Linked DNA regions of Mus musculus: regions 1 and 3 are each linked to region 2. The links are chromatin contacts, called in public HiChIP or PLAC-seq and capture Hi-C maps. All regions are on one chromosome and are shown on one strand. Each heading gives the region's core, a stretch centred on a gene start, on an enhancer-like site or on the middle of the called end of the contact. The rest is flanking DNA. Distances are from core to core; before and after follow the strand shown.

Region 1 (4,273 bases), core at 1,468-3,967, 340 kb before region 2:
TCTGAGGAAGGACTCCTACCAAGTTCAATACTGGTTAGGGGACGGACTAGCTACACAGATAGAAAGGATTGTCTGAGGCTGTAAAGGTGACTTTTGTGTCACACTCAGAGTGTTGAACAGGAAACCTTAGTGGCAGGGTACAAGCTAGGATAAGACACTCAACAAGGCACTGACATTGACAAAGAAGGGGACTATCAGCATGACGATGGCCAGCTTCAGGTCGGGGTTTTCAATTGGATTCAATAGGGCCACCTGCAGAGAGAAACAGACACAGTGAGGAGACCACAGGGGCAGCACACAGGAGACTCAGACACTTCCCAAGAGCCACTGGAACAGCCCCTCACACCCATGGCTGCACAGACCCTAGATCTGACTGTTGGTAAGGACGGGTCAGAGCTGCTCTGGGCCACTGGCTCTGGGGCAGCTTCCCCTGTGGACCCGAGGGCCATGGGCTTACCCAGGTATTAGCATGTAGGAGAGTAAAGACCTCAGAAACTGCTTGTGGCTTCAGCTGAACTAGCAGACACGAGTGTGAAGGACATTTACCAGTGAGACACATTCACAGTTACCAAGTCTGCAGACTGAGCAGACCAAGCAACACAGCAGAGGGGGCTGGATCTCCATTAGGCTTACACATCCCCAGGTTTCATCTAGAGAAGATGTGTGTTTACACCAAGTGCACGAACACCAAGGACAAGAATGACAAACTAACGCTCTTATAATCAGCTGCTACGTCGGACCAGACCCAGGACTCACGCATGGAGCTAAAACAGAAACCAGCAGGCCGGGCGGATGCCAGGGCTGGGGATGACGGGGCTGTCGTTTAACTCGGCTTAGCACAGAGCGCAGGAGCAGGGATGGAGGCAAACCTTTTTCCACTGGAGTATGAGGAGGACGATGAAGACCACGGACTTTTCAAAGATCATGATCACGATGTAGAGGGCGCACTGTCCTACCCAGGCCCCGCACTGCAGAGGGTCTCCTGCAGGGACAGGCAGGTGCTTAGCCACACACACCAGGATCTGAGTAGTACAACACCACCACCCAAGCCCTTTGCAGCTCATTACGAGCCCTCATGCCCCTAGCTGGATCCCAGAACCCTGGCTCTAAGGTACTTTATGAGTCTCTAAAGCTCTACAAATCACCTCATTTCTAAAAGAGGCAGCCCTCTGAATAAAGCCAGAATTCCTAATTTGGACATACCAGAATGTTTTTCTTAGGAAAAAAAAAATTCTAGGATAGAGTTAAGGGGAACTAAACTTAGCGCTCACTGCTGGCTCTGTCCACTGGCAGCAGCAGCTGGGTTAAGCAAGAGTGCTATTTTATCTGCAGTTGATTTTTCCAGCGACTGCTGCTAACCCCCTTTTCTCCGACGCTGTGCCTATAACTGCAGTAATCAACTTCTTTGTCCATTTCCTCCTTCCGGCCGCCCCATCCCCCAATCTCCCTGCGGTTCTTAGCCCTGGGTACATCAGACTGATCCAGAGAGCCTCAGAGTCCACAAACTCACGCAAAAGAACCACAAGTTAATGGTTCCCAGGGCTTTTTCATAGAATTAACCAAACACAAATTTGGGAGCAACCTAATTCATTTTGGGGGGCCATGTAACACCTTGGCTAGGAGAAAGAGATCGAAGCCTTTAAGACAGGATGTGGCAGATACGGCCTGAGGCCAGCGGCTACAGCACAGGCTGTCAGTGGGTATGGTTAAGAAGTGCTCAGGAGGGCTCCAACAGTCCAAAATGGGGACCACCTGGACCCTGCAGTGCCTCTAGGGTACGTCAGAAACAGACTCATTGAAGGGTGGGACCAGCCTCTCTAGAGAATGATCGAATGACACGCAGAATCTTAGGCCAGGCCTCCACAGAGTGGGAGAGGGTGGCAGGGCCTTGTCCTGAAAGCTCAGCCAGGGTGACCTGCACTCCACGGACCAGAACAGCAACAAAGTGACATTTCAGGAAGGCCGTGAGAAGAGGACCTGGTCCGGAGAGACATCTCCAGGCACCCATGCTGTAGGCGGCATCCCTGTCTGGGGCCGCAGGCCGAACACAGTGGAGGCAGGTGAATGCCTTTCCACAGCTGTAATGGACCACCAGCAGAACACGCCCCTTCCTCTTCTGGACAATGGCAGGAGAAGGGCGGCAAGCATGCAGCAGCACACTGAGTGCCTAACCTAAGGCCTGACCCTTTGCTCCACCTCCAGGGCAGGGCATGTAAGCCTCAGCGGAGCACCTGGAAGTCACTCTTCCTGGCAAGGCCTAGCAGGAGTTTCCCAATGCTTTTGGTAAACCACCTGATCTTACTGAGAACAGGAGAGGAAACTGCTTGCTCAACTCCCAGGCAAGAACAGTGATCCCCATCTAGGAAGTACCACTGGGAAGTGTCTGAGAAGGACTGGGGTATCTGGGAAAGAGCAGACAAAGGACACCATTTGTTCACTGTTGTGAGGACATTCACTTGCTCAGTGTGCACTCACTCCATTGCCTAGAACGGAGGCTGTGAGTAACGGAGAAGACAGACATCAGTTTCCTCTTCTTTCTCAGTTTGTACAGTGCAGCTTCCACGGCCTGTTGTTGTTTTATACTAAAATAAAAATGTTGAAAACCACCCACGAGAGATAAAAGTGCCCGTGTCTAGCTGATATACCCTCGCTTTCGGTGTACCAGGCCACAGGTCACTGGAGGCGGACTGAGTGGACATGTGACAGTTTGTTTGATTATTTCTGTTCCCTTGACAGTCTTTCAAATGCTCCCTGAAGTTCTGTCTAGAGGACAAATACGGTCAGTAAGCATGCCAGTGTGCCCTGTTTTCTACTGTATGTAGTGGGCAACCTCAGGGACATGGTTTGTTCCGGTAAATTATTCTCGCAGGCTGTTATGGGAATAGGGGCCAAAAGGAAGGAACACGTGTGTGCTGAGAAGCCTCTGGAAGGGAGCACGTGGATGAGCCGGCAGGAAAGCCTATGATATACTGTGCCACTGAACACTATCCTGTCTTCAGGGCAAGAGAAACTTGGTCATCAGACTACAGATCTCACCTGTGACTCAAAAACCGTTCACCCCTCAAACCAAACAACAGTGCTTATGTTTCAAGTCCCATGACTTCTCCTAGGAACCCAACATGCTATCTTGAGAGCAACCCCTTCTTCTTTATTTCCCTGAGAGCTGTGAGGCCTACATGGAGTTCCTAGTGTAGAAGGCAGAATAATGGTCCTGCAAAGATGTCCACATCCCAATCTCTGGAACCCATGCTATGTACTGTGACCCAGGCAAGGGGAATTCTGGCTGTTAATGGAATTAGGGTTTCTATTCAGACTTTAAATGGAGCATCTGGAGTGTCCAGACGCACTCAGGGTAAGCACAGGGCCACTTCAAGGTGGAAGGTCAGAATGTTATACCTTGAGAACTTGGCTGCTGGCTTTGAAGGCAGAGGGAGAGAATCATAAGCCAGGGACCCAGACAGAACTAGAGGCTGGACAAGGCAACCGAACAACATCTGCATCACTTCTAGAATGACGCAGCCCTAATGCTGCCTTCGTGTTTACCCAATAGAACTGCGTTGGACTTTTGAAGGGACCACAGATAAATCCATTTGGGTTGTCTTAAGTCACTAAGCTTGTGTTGATTTCTTACAGCAGTGCAGAACAACAACCAACAACTACGATGCCGCAGGCAGCAGGGAGACAGTCCAGGGAATGAGGACTTGGGGTGGCCCTTGACAAAGGGATGTTTTCTCTGGAGACACTTGAGGACTCTGGTTCCCAACACCAGTGACTAGTTTAAGGGGTTGGGCCAAGAGGACAGGGCTCACACAAAGCTACTGCCTTTTTCCCTTCTTTCCATCCTTGGGGAGGAGGCAGATAAAACTTGCTTGAGAACTGGTGGTGTAGGGGACCAGACCGGACCCCTGTTCTCAGTCAACCGATACAGTGTCAGCTACTGTGTATCTGACAGCTCTGCCTTCCACACAGGGATCTCTATAGCTGAGGTGCAGGTAAGCAGTGCTGGTGGAGGTCCTGGAAGTTTTTAGGACCCCTGATGCAGAGGACACAGAGCTCACAAACATGTCCTGACCAGGTACGTCACTTAACTCCTAGTTGCCTGTTTTATAAATGAGAATGATGTCAGACTGGTCCACATGTGCTGTGGCCATTTCTGTCCCGCAAGCTGAGAACTCTATGGGTTTGGACATCTTAGAAGCCTCCTTCCCTTGAGTCCTGAGGCACATGCTATGTTGGGCCCTATCTTAAGTCACTGACTCACTGGCATCAAGTA
Region 2 (4,556 bases), core at 45-2,544:
AGAAGAGCTTCAGTGCTGAGAGTCCCGCAGTCTGACGTGGTTCCAACTTGCTGGCCTCCAGGTGGATGGGCCCACTCTCTGAATAAATCTCGCAGTGCCCATTTACTGTAGGGCCTATATTTGGGACAGGGTCTTTTTTTTGTGGGGGGTGGGTGGGGTGTTTGAGACAGGGTTTCTCTGTGTATCCCTGGCTGTCCTGGAACTCACTCTGTAGACCAGGCTGGCTCAGAAATCCGCCTGCTTCTGCCTTCCCAGTGCTGGGATTAAAGGCGTGCGCCACCATGCCCAGTGGGACAGGGTCTTGTTACAGATCCTAGGCTATCCTTGAACGCTTAATCCTCCTGCCTCAGCCTCCTAAATGCTGGGATTAGAAACCTGTGTTCCACTGGGCAGTGGTGGCGCATGCCTTTAGTCCCAGCACTTGGGAGGCAGAGGCAGGCGGATTTCTGAGTTCAAGGCCTGCCTGGTCTACAGAGTGAGTTCCGGGACAGCCAGGGATACACAGAGAAACCCTGTCTCAAAAAACAAACAAACAAAAAAACAACAACAACAAAAAAAAAAAAAGAAGAAGAAGAAAGAAAAAAACCTTCATTCCCAAGCTATCCCTTTTCTTTCTGCCCCTGGATTAATCCTGGTACAGAAAAAGAAAGATCAATCATCTGCCATCTGTTTCCCACTGGGTAAACTTTTTCAGGGCTTTCATGCTTTACTCACACACGCATGCGCACACATGTGTTGCTTGCAGCTAGCACCTTGTTTCAGTGAGAGAGGGCTGCTCCAGGCAGAACCTCACATGTCCAGACTGTGGCTGGCCCTCTGAGTCATCCCGTAAGCCCATCCCAGCACTGCTGTCCTTGAACATACAGCAAAGGTGCCAAGTCATCGTACCTTGTAATTTCCGAAGTCAAGTCTTGCCTGGCAAGTATGAAGATCTCTCTCTCCCTACCCTGCCCCTAAGAGCCCTGTGAGTAACTCCACTCATGCCCAGCCCAGCCGTGTATAGGATGGCCCCTGAGCAGAGCCCACAGAGGCTGCCCACCCTCCACCTGGGGAGTGCTGGCATTAAAGGTGTGTGCCACCACTTACCGGCTATTTTTTCCTTTTCTTTGGTGTAGAGATTTGTGTAGCCCAGGCTAGCCTTGAACTCTCTATATAACCTTGAACCCTGAACACTGGTTATTAACTTCTTGTTTGCACCTTCTCTCTTCTGGGACCACAAGTGTGTCACATGTGCCTTGTTTATGTAGTGCAGAGATTGACCACAGGGCTTCCTGTATGCTAAGTGAGCACTCAACCAATGGGCAGCCCCCAGCACCCTGATGGATAGCTCTGCAGCTATGATGTGGACACAGTTCTGTAACTTGTTCCAGGACTGGTCGTTTCATTCTTGGCTAGCTCAGTAGGCCCCGTTATCTCAACGACAGTATGCGTCTTCATCTCTAAATGACAAGAGGGAAAATGATCCTTTGAACCTATCCATTGACCTATCAGGCAGCACAGCTGCAGTCATTTAAAAATACAATTATTCCAGAGATCTAGAGGTCCTCTCCATGTCTCACAAACCCCCAAAGAGAAAAGGGTAGGCTCTTCTACCCCACCCGGTCTAGCTGGGTGAACTTGAAGTGAATACATCTTTATTCATGTCACTTCCCAGGAACTAACACAGGTCTGGCCCTCTCCATGGAGCATGATAGGTTAATATGCATGCATGGGTATCCAGTGTTATAAAGCACAGAATGGCTGTCATTCCAGTCTTTCAGGGGAAGAGAATGACAAGCGGCCTATGGGCATGTGGCCTTGGCTTCTCCCACTTGCTTGCCCACTGATCCTTTGCATTCTCCAAGGCAGAGCCTGGGAAAGCCCTGGCGATCAAAGGTGCCGAGTTTCCAGCCACCACAGCACAATGCCCATTATTAAAGACTCTAAAGTCCTCCAGGAGAATTAATTAATAATCTCAACGCCTTGGGCTGGAGCCAGTTTTTCACTGTGCTTCTGGGCACGAGCCCAGGTTAGTTTGGGTGATTAGAGCCTCGGAACCTGGTTTGGGGCTGGGGTGGGGTGGAGCTCATTGCTAACATTCCTTCCCTGAAAGAGACTTAAAGCAACATCTACTCCTCCTCGCAAGGTCCCAATGACAAACGGAGGTCAGATGAGCCTAGGTGAGGAGTTACTTACAGGGCTGTGGCGACTCTTCTCCCGGTGCACACAGAAGCTGCACTCAGGGCTATGGCGGGCGACTCTTCTCCCGGTGCACACAGAAGCTGCACTCAGGGCTATGCGGGCAACTCTTCTCCTAGTGCACACAGAAGCTGCACTCAGGGCTATGGCGGGCAACTCTTCTCCTGGTGCACACAGAAGCAGCATTCGGGAGGGATGAGGGCTTCCCTGTAGCTGTGTGCATGGAGCCCTGCCCTAGTTTCCCCAGACCTGTCCCCAAGCTCCATCTCCTCTCCCCAGGCTAAATGCAGCCTCGGCAGGTGCCAGAGAGCATCTGGATACTGTTTCCCTGGGCCAGGTGGGGCGAAGAAGAAACGTTAACAAGCCCAACCAGGATCAATTTTGCAAGGTGGGGATACAGTGAACCCCCAAGATGATGCTTGCTTGGCCCAGAAGACAGTTACCACAGGGGTTGACCGAAGTGTGTTGTGCCCTGGACAGGTAGATGCTGAGCAGTGAGCACTTTAGGGAGGGGAGGTGCTACACAGTGAAGACCCAGATGGCCTCTAGGAAAAATGTTTCGTAACTGCTCAGGCAATGGGAGAGCTAAAATAAAGCATGCTATCATTAAATAACTTTATTCCTAAGTTAAACAATTGTGTGTGCACAGAGCCATAGGTCATGTTCTCCATGAAGTCCAAGTCAGAATACCAAAGGGGAATTATCTTTCTATAGGGATGAAGGGCCAGCCATGGCGGTGCTTGTCCTTATTGTAGCACCTGGGAGACAGAGGTAGGCAGATCCTGTAGCTGTTTCTTTTTCTTTTTCTTTTCTTTTCTTTCTTTTTTTTTTTTTTTTTTTTTGGTTTTTTGAGACAGGGTTTCTCTGTGTAGCCCTGGCTGTCCTGGAACTCACTTTGTAGACCAGGCTAGCCTCGAACTCAGAAATCCGCCTGCCTCTGCCTCCCAAGTGCTGGGATTAAAGGCTTGCGCCACCTCGCCCGGCTCCTGTAGCTGTTTCTTGGCAGCTCATACACAACTCTCTGGAGCCCTTTTCAGATTGGTCAATTGATTATGGGCCATCTCCACCCCTTCCGGAGCAATCATCCCTCAGGGGTGGGGGAGTTGAAGGAGAAATGCGCACCCGGAAGACACATGAAAATGTTCCATAAAAACATTAAATAATGTTTTTCTTTAGTGGAATTGTGTTTTAAAAGTCTGAGCGTGGCACCGCTCCATTCAGCAAGCTCACAGGGGGTTAGAAACCGCTTAAGGACTCTGCATGCCACGTGAATTAAGAGTTGTGTTGTCTGAAACATTCCCCGGCTTGCTTCCTGCTTCTGTGTATGGTGTGGGGTGCATGAACATGTGTGTGTTCATATGTGTGGAGGCTCAGGACTGGAGTCTTCCCCAACAGCTCTTCTCTCCTTTGAATACAGAGCTCTCTGCCATGACTCCACCTTTGCCTTCCAAACACTCAGTTACAGGAGGGGCAGCCACATCGGCCTGGCAGCCCTGAGGATTCTGGTCCTCACACTTGTACAGATACTATGACCTCAGAGTCACCTCGCCAGCCCCAGTGGCTGCTTCTTTCTTCCATGCTCCCTGCCTTCATCTCCATCGACCTCCAGGACTGCCCCGCCTTGAGCTCCTCTAGCCCAGTGGTTCCTGACAGCCCCGAGACAGCCCAGATCCACATGGCCCTTACTCAAGTCAGACTTCCAGCAGCACCTACTCCATGAACCAAGACATAGTGCACACAGTGAGAGAAAACATTCCAGAAGACTCCAGAAGCCCCTGACCTTGTCTTGTTTATTTCTGAAATCTTATTCTACTGAGTTTAGTTTTTCACAATATTCCAATGAAACCAGTGACCTAAACTCCCACCTAGCCGTTAGTGTGTATGTGTGTGGGGGCTAGAGACTGACATCAAATGCTTTTCTCAATTGCTGTTCATTTCAATTATTTTATTTTTTTCTAGCTCTTCCTGGCTGTCCTGGAACTCACTTTGTAGACCAGGCTGGCCTCGAACTCAGAGATCCACCTGCCTCTGCCTCCCGAGTGCTGGGATTAAAGGCGTGCGCCACCAAGCCCAGCAGATTCTTTTTGGTTCCTTGCACTTATATGTGTGGAGGTCAGAGGTCAGTGGGAGGAACTGGCTTTCCTTCCGTCATGGGAAACGACCGGGAGATTAACCCTCACTCAGGTCATTTAAGCTTGGGAGCAGGCGCCTGCACTCACGGAACCATCTCACCGGCCCTCCACCTTACTGTTGGAGACCAGAGTCTCTGGCCCCCATTGTCCCACACAGGGATGCAGCTGCTACTGGCCTTTACTGTGTGCTGGGGCTCTGAATTCAGGTCCTCCTGTTTGTGGGGTAGGCACCTTACCAATGGGGCC
Region 3 (4,503 bases), core at 1,174-3,673, 340 kb after region 2:
TACAGTAGCACAGAGGACAGAGAGAGCATTGTAAGGCTGTCGTACAATGTACATACAGAACCTAGAATGTTAAGATGCTGTATGAAGGTAGGTCATGCACAAGTAAAAGTACAGATTATAAACCCTGGCACCCAGACTTGCAAACTACCCACTCTCCACTCCAGAGCCTAGAGATGGCTCTACAGGAAGCCATTTCTCCACACTAGCAAAGTATTTTGACACCTATTTTGGCAACTAAAGTTGTATTGAAACCCAGCTATACTTGTATGTGTAGCTGTTTGATCTACTTGACATTTAATGACCAAGTTGATTTGTTAGCCCAGAGGTCCAGCAGTCTGCAAATCCGAAACCACTTCCTCTCTCCCTTCACAGAAGGCTGCTGTTGACACTTTTCCTACTGAGCAACTGGGAACAAGGAACTTTAGTTGTTGATATCAAGACAACAAAGGAGAGAGACACAACAAGAACAAAAATCAAGTTAGGAAAAAGTAAAGAAAAAACAAAGTAAACAGAAAACAAATAACAAGATAGAATGTTTAACTCAGCAGAGCCCTAATTAATCCATGAGTTTATCAGATTATCAGATGTAAAAAAACAAAACAAAAAAACAAAAACAAAAAAACCTTTCCAGTGTCTCTTTAACCTTCTCTAATGCAAAAGCAAGTAATTTGTGAATCAAAGCACAGAAAAGGCAGCTAGAGGGGCCATATCAATAACCAACAAAGTAGACGTTAGAAAAAAGGAGCTACCCAGCATGCAAAGTGAGAGATTTCAAAACCATAAAGGGTATTTTCCAAGAAGATATAAGAATCCTTGTTGTTCAAATGTCTGATAACAGAGCTTCAAAGTGCTTGAATGAAACACTCTCAGAACTGAAGGAGGAGTGGAAGGCCATCTTTATAGCTGTGTACCCCAGTTCTCAGTGCTGGAGTATGGCTAGCACCTGTCGATGGGGGACCTGAAAAATTCCAGCAGTCACCCTGACCTTTCCAAAGGATTCCCTATCAATAAGAGCAGCATACATATTCTTTTCACATGCATATGAAGTGTTCATCAAGAGAGTTGATATTCTGGGCCGTAAAATAAATCATAGTGAATTTAAGACTAAAATCATACAGAATCGAGTTTTCTGAATGAACCTGACAATGTTTCTGGATAAAAAATCTCTATAAAAGCATAGAAATGTCTATATATTAGCCACAGGCAGTTAGAAAACAAAACATTTAAATGTTACTATTTACAGTGTCACCAAAGCTATGAAATATTTAGGTATGGATAGCTTGCTGAAATGGGGAAGTCTTCACGGGAGCAATCAAAGAAGAGCTGAAGAAAGAGTATGACACCATGCTCATGGGTTGGAAGAATTAATGACCTTAGGTTTCTACTTCTTCCCAAATCAAGGTATAGATTGAATCCTAATCTAAATATTGTCAAGCTTTTGAAAAATTCACAAGACTTTTCTAGCATCTGTATGGAAATTAGAGAGACTCTAAGTTGGCCAAAGAAATCTTTAAGAACAAAGCTGGAGCCTGATCTTATGGCATGCTCTAGTGTTATTGGAGTTGAGATAATATTGATCTTAGGAGTTGACATAAAGATCAATGGAATCAAATAGGGCCATCTAGAAATAGACCCATGTGCATGCCACCAATTGATTTTAGAAAAAGATGCCATGATGATTCAATGGCATGAGGAAACTTTCCAGCAAACAGCGTGGAAACAACCATTTGTCAGTGTGAAAGACTAGCCTTACCTCAGACTGTATGTTACCTTCATCCAGATCATAGACTTATTTACAATTTAAAACTATAACATTTCATGGGGCAAATACTGTATACAGCCTGTAGGCAGGCAAAGCTTTCTAAGGCATAGGTGCTGTCAGTGAACTCCTTAAAATTCCCATACAAGTGGAGGAGGCTCAGAAGATGTTCAGTCAAGATGTAGTGAGTTCGAGGCCAGCTTGGGACATGTGTGATCCTATCTCAAAGAACAAAGAGGCAGAAAACAGCACCTATCAAAGAGACCATGAAAAGATTAAACTCTATCAAAACTTAAATCTTTTCTTCAAAAATTAGTGTGAAAAAAAATGAAAAAAGCATTTCCCATAGGGCAAAGAGTAAGGAAGGAAGGAAGTCAGTTAGTTCTTGGTCTAAAATATATATATATTTGGCATGCATACAGACAAAACTATTCAAGAATAGAATATACTAAAGGATGGGCAAAATAACTGAGTGGATCTTCATTTTTAAAAAAATGGCTGTCCAACAAAACCCTCAACATTGTTAGTAATTAAAGAAATGGTAATTAAAACCACAGTAACAGCACTGTGCCTACCGGGACTGCTGGTTGTAAAGAGAACAGATATATCAAATGGGAGCCACCATATGGGGAAATTGAAACTCTCATAAACCTCTTCTAAAACTGGAAGTGATAACACCCCTTAGAAAGATTCTTGAGGATTCTTCCAGTTTCTGTCTGCACCAGGAGCTGTTCCTGTGCCACAGCATTCTATACCCAAATACCATAGCAGGGAGAGAGCAAATCTCCCAGGAGTGCTGACAAGCCTGTGAGCACACATTAGACCACCGCTTCTGTTCAGATAGACCCACCAGGAGCCCTCAGGACACATGAACCAAGGAACTGCCGGGGACAGGATACTTCCAGTTTCTGTATGTGCCAAGAGCTGATCCTGTGACTCAGCGCTCCATACCCAAATACCACCGGGGGAAAGCTGGTCTCCCATGAGTGCCAAAACAACTGTGAGCACAGGTAAGACCACCACTTCTGCTCAAATTCCTGCCACAAGAGGGACCCACCCAGAGCCATCAGAACACAGGAACCAAGGAACAGCCAGGGACAGGATCCTTCTGATTTCTGTCTGCACTCCAGAGCTGACCCTGTGCCACAGCTCTCCGTACCCAAATACCTCCCTAAGACAACTGATCTCCCAGAAGTACTGACTCACAGGCTTGCAGGAGGGACAAGGCACAGTCAGAGACAGCAAGACCAGCTAACACCGCAGATAACCAGATGGCGAGAGGCAAGGGCAAGAACCTAAGCAACAGAAACTAAGGCTACTTTGAATCATCAGAAACCAGTTCTTCTACCACTGCAAGCCCTGGATACCCCAATACACCAGAAAAGCAAGACTCTGATTTAAAACCACATCTCATGATGATGATAGAGGACTGTAAGAAGGACATAAATAACTCCCTTAAAGAAATACAGGAGAATACAGGTAAACAGCTAGAAGCCCTTAAAGAGGAAACACAAAAATCCCTTAAAGAATTACAGGAAAACACAACCAAACAGGTGAAAGAATTGAACAAAACCACCCAGGATCTAAAAATGGAACTAGAAACAATAAAGAAATCATAAAGGGAGACAACCCTGGAAATAGAAAACCTAGAAAAGAGATCAGGAGTCATAGATGCAAGCATCTCCAACAGAATGCAAGAATTAGAAGAGAGAATCTCAGGTGCAGAAGATACCATAGAAAACATTGGCACAACAGTCAAAGAAAATACAAAATGCAAAAAGCTCTTAACCCAAAACATCCAGGAAATCCAGGACACAATGAGAAGACCAAACCTAAGGATAATAGGTATAGAAGAGAGTGAAGATTCCCAACTTAAAGGGACAGTAAATATCTTCAACAAAATTATAGAAGAAAAATTCCCTAACCTAAAGAAAGAGATGCCCATAAACATACAAGAAGCCTACAGAAATCCAAATAGATTGAACCAGAAAAGAAATTCCTTCTGTTGTATAATAGTCAAAACACCAAAGGCACAAAACAAAAGAAAGAATATTAAAAGCAGTAAGGGGAAAAGGTCAAGTAACAGAGGCAGACCTATCAGAATTAGACTTCTCACCAGAGACTATGAAAGTTAGAAGATCCTGGGGAGATGTTATACAGACTCTAAGAGAACACAAATGCCAGTCCAGGCTACTATACCCAGAAAAACTCTCAATTACTATAGATAGAGAAACCAAGACATTCCATGACAAAACCAAATTTACACAATATCTTTCCACAAATCTAGCCCTACAAAGGATAATAGATGGAAAATGCTAACACAAGAAGTGAAACTACAGCCTAGAAAAAGCAAGAAAGTAATCTTTCAACAAACCCAAAAGAAGATAGACACACAAACATAAAAATAACAGGAAGCAACAATTACTATTCCTTGAAATTTCTTAACATCAATGGACTCAATTCCCCAATAAAAAGACATAGACTAACAGACTGGGTATGTAAACAGGATCCATTATTTTGCTGCATACAGGAAAGGCAGTGTCAAAGACAGACACTACCTCAGAGTAAAGGGCTGGAAAACAATTTTCCAAGCAAATGGTCCCAAGAAACAAGCTGGAGTAGCCATTCTAATATCGAATAAAATCAACATTCAAACAAAAGTTATCAAAAAGGATAAAAAAGGACACTTCATACTCATCAAAGGAAAAAAAAATCTACCAAGAAGAACTCTCAATTCTGAACAC

What was found. HiChIP or PLAC-seq counts read pairs in DNA pulled down with a chosen protein or histone mark. Capture Hi-C pulls out chosen DNA fragments and counts their contacts.
Region 1: a capture Hi-C map of embryonic stem cells shows a contact between it and region 2, with 2.5 times the contacts expected there. The contact joins two enhancer-like sites. A contact is called at or near these places in 2 of 39 promoter capture datasets (both in embryonic stem cells), 1 of 15 datasets of contacts at CTCF or cohesin (the NIH/3T3 cell line), 3 of 484 Hi-C or Micro-C datasets (the BV-2 cell line and embryonic stem cells), 5 of 115 datasets of contacts at active chromatin or transcription factors (the SCID.adh cell line, embryonic stem cells, large pre-B cells and 1 more) and 4 of 9 other capture datasets (embryonic stem cells, liver, macrophages and 1 more).
Region 3: an H3K4me3 HiChIP or PLAC-seq map of bone marrow-derived macrophages shows a contact between it and region 2, with 4 times the contacts expected there. The contact joins two enhancer-like sites.

Annotation. Positions count from the first base shown.
Region 1 is chr14:30,867,460-30,871,732 of GRCm38.p6, reverse strand. It overlaps Stimate (STIM activating enhancer), which reads right to left. Exons shown (of 8, transcript NM_028839.4): 5 at 870-982; 6 at 175-252. Among named protein-coding and RNA genes, the nearest start is that of Mustn1, 9.7 kb to the left of the region's middle. Within about 2 kb of position 2,717, at least 67 of the 459 cell types and tissues checked have an H3K27ac peak or open chromatin away from gene starts, as enhancers often do. A contact at or near this core is called in embryonic stem cells, where this site is marked.
Region 2 is chr14:30,528,344-30,532,899 of GRCm38.p6, reverse strand. No RefSeq gene overlaps it. Among named protein-coding and RNA genes, the nearest start is that of Tkt, 19 kb to the left of the region's middle. Within about 2 kb of position 1,294, at least 51 of the 459 cell types and tissues checked have an H3K27ac peak or open chromatin away from gene starts, as enhancers often do. A contact at or near this core is called in bone marrow-derived macrophages and embryonic stem cells, where this site is marked.
Region 3 is chr14:30,188,686-30,193,188 of GRCm38.p6, reverse strand. All of the region lies in intron 4 of Cacna1d (calcium channel, voltage-dependent, L type, alpha 1D subunit), which reads left to right. Among named protein-coding and RNA genes, the nearest start is that of Gm52107, 33 kb to the left of the region's middle. Within about 2 kb of position 2,423, at least 16 of the 459 cell types and tissues checked have an H3K27ac peak or open chromatin away from gene starts, as enhancers often do. A contact at or near this core is called in bone marrow-derived macrophages, where this site is marked.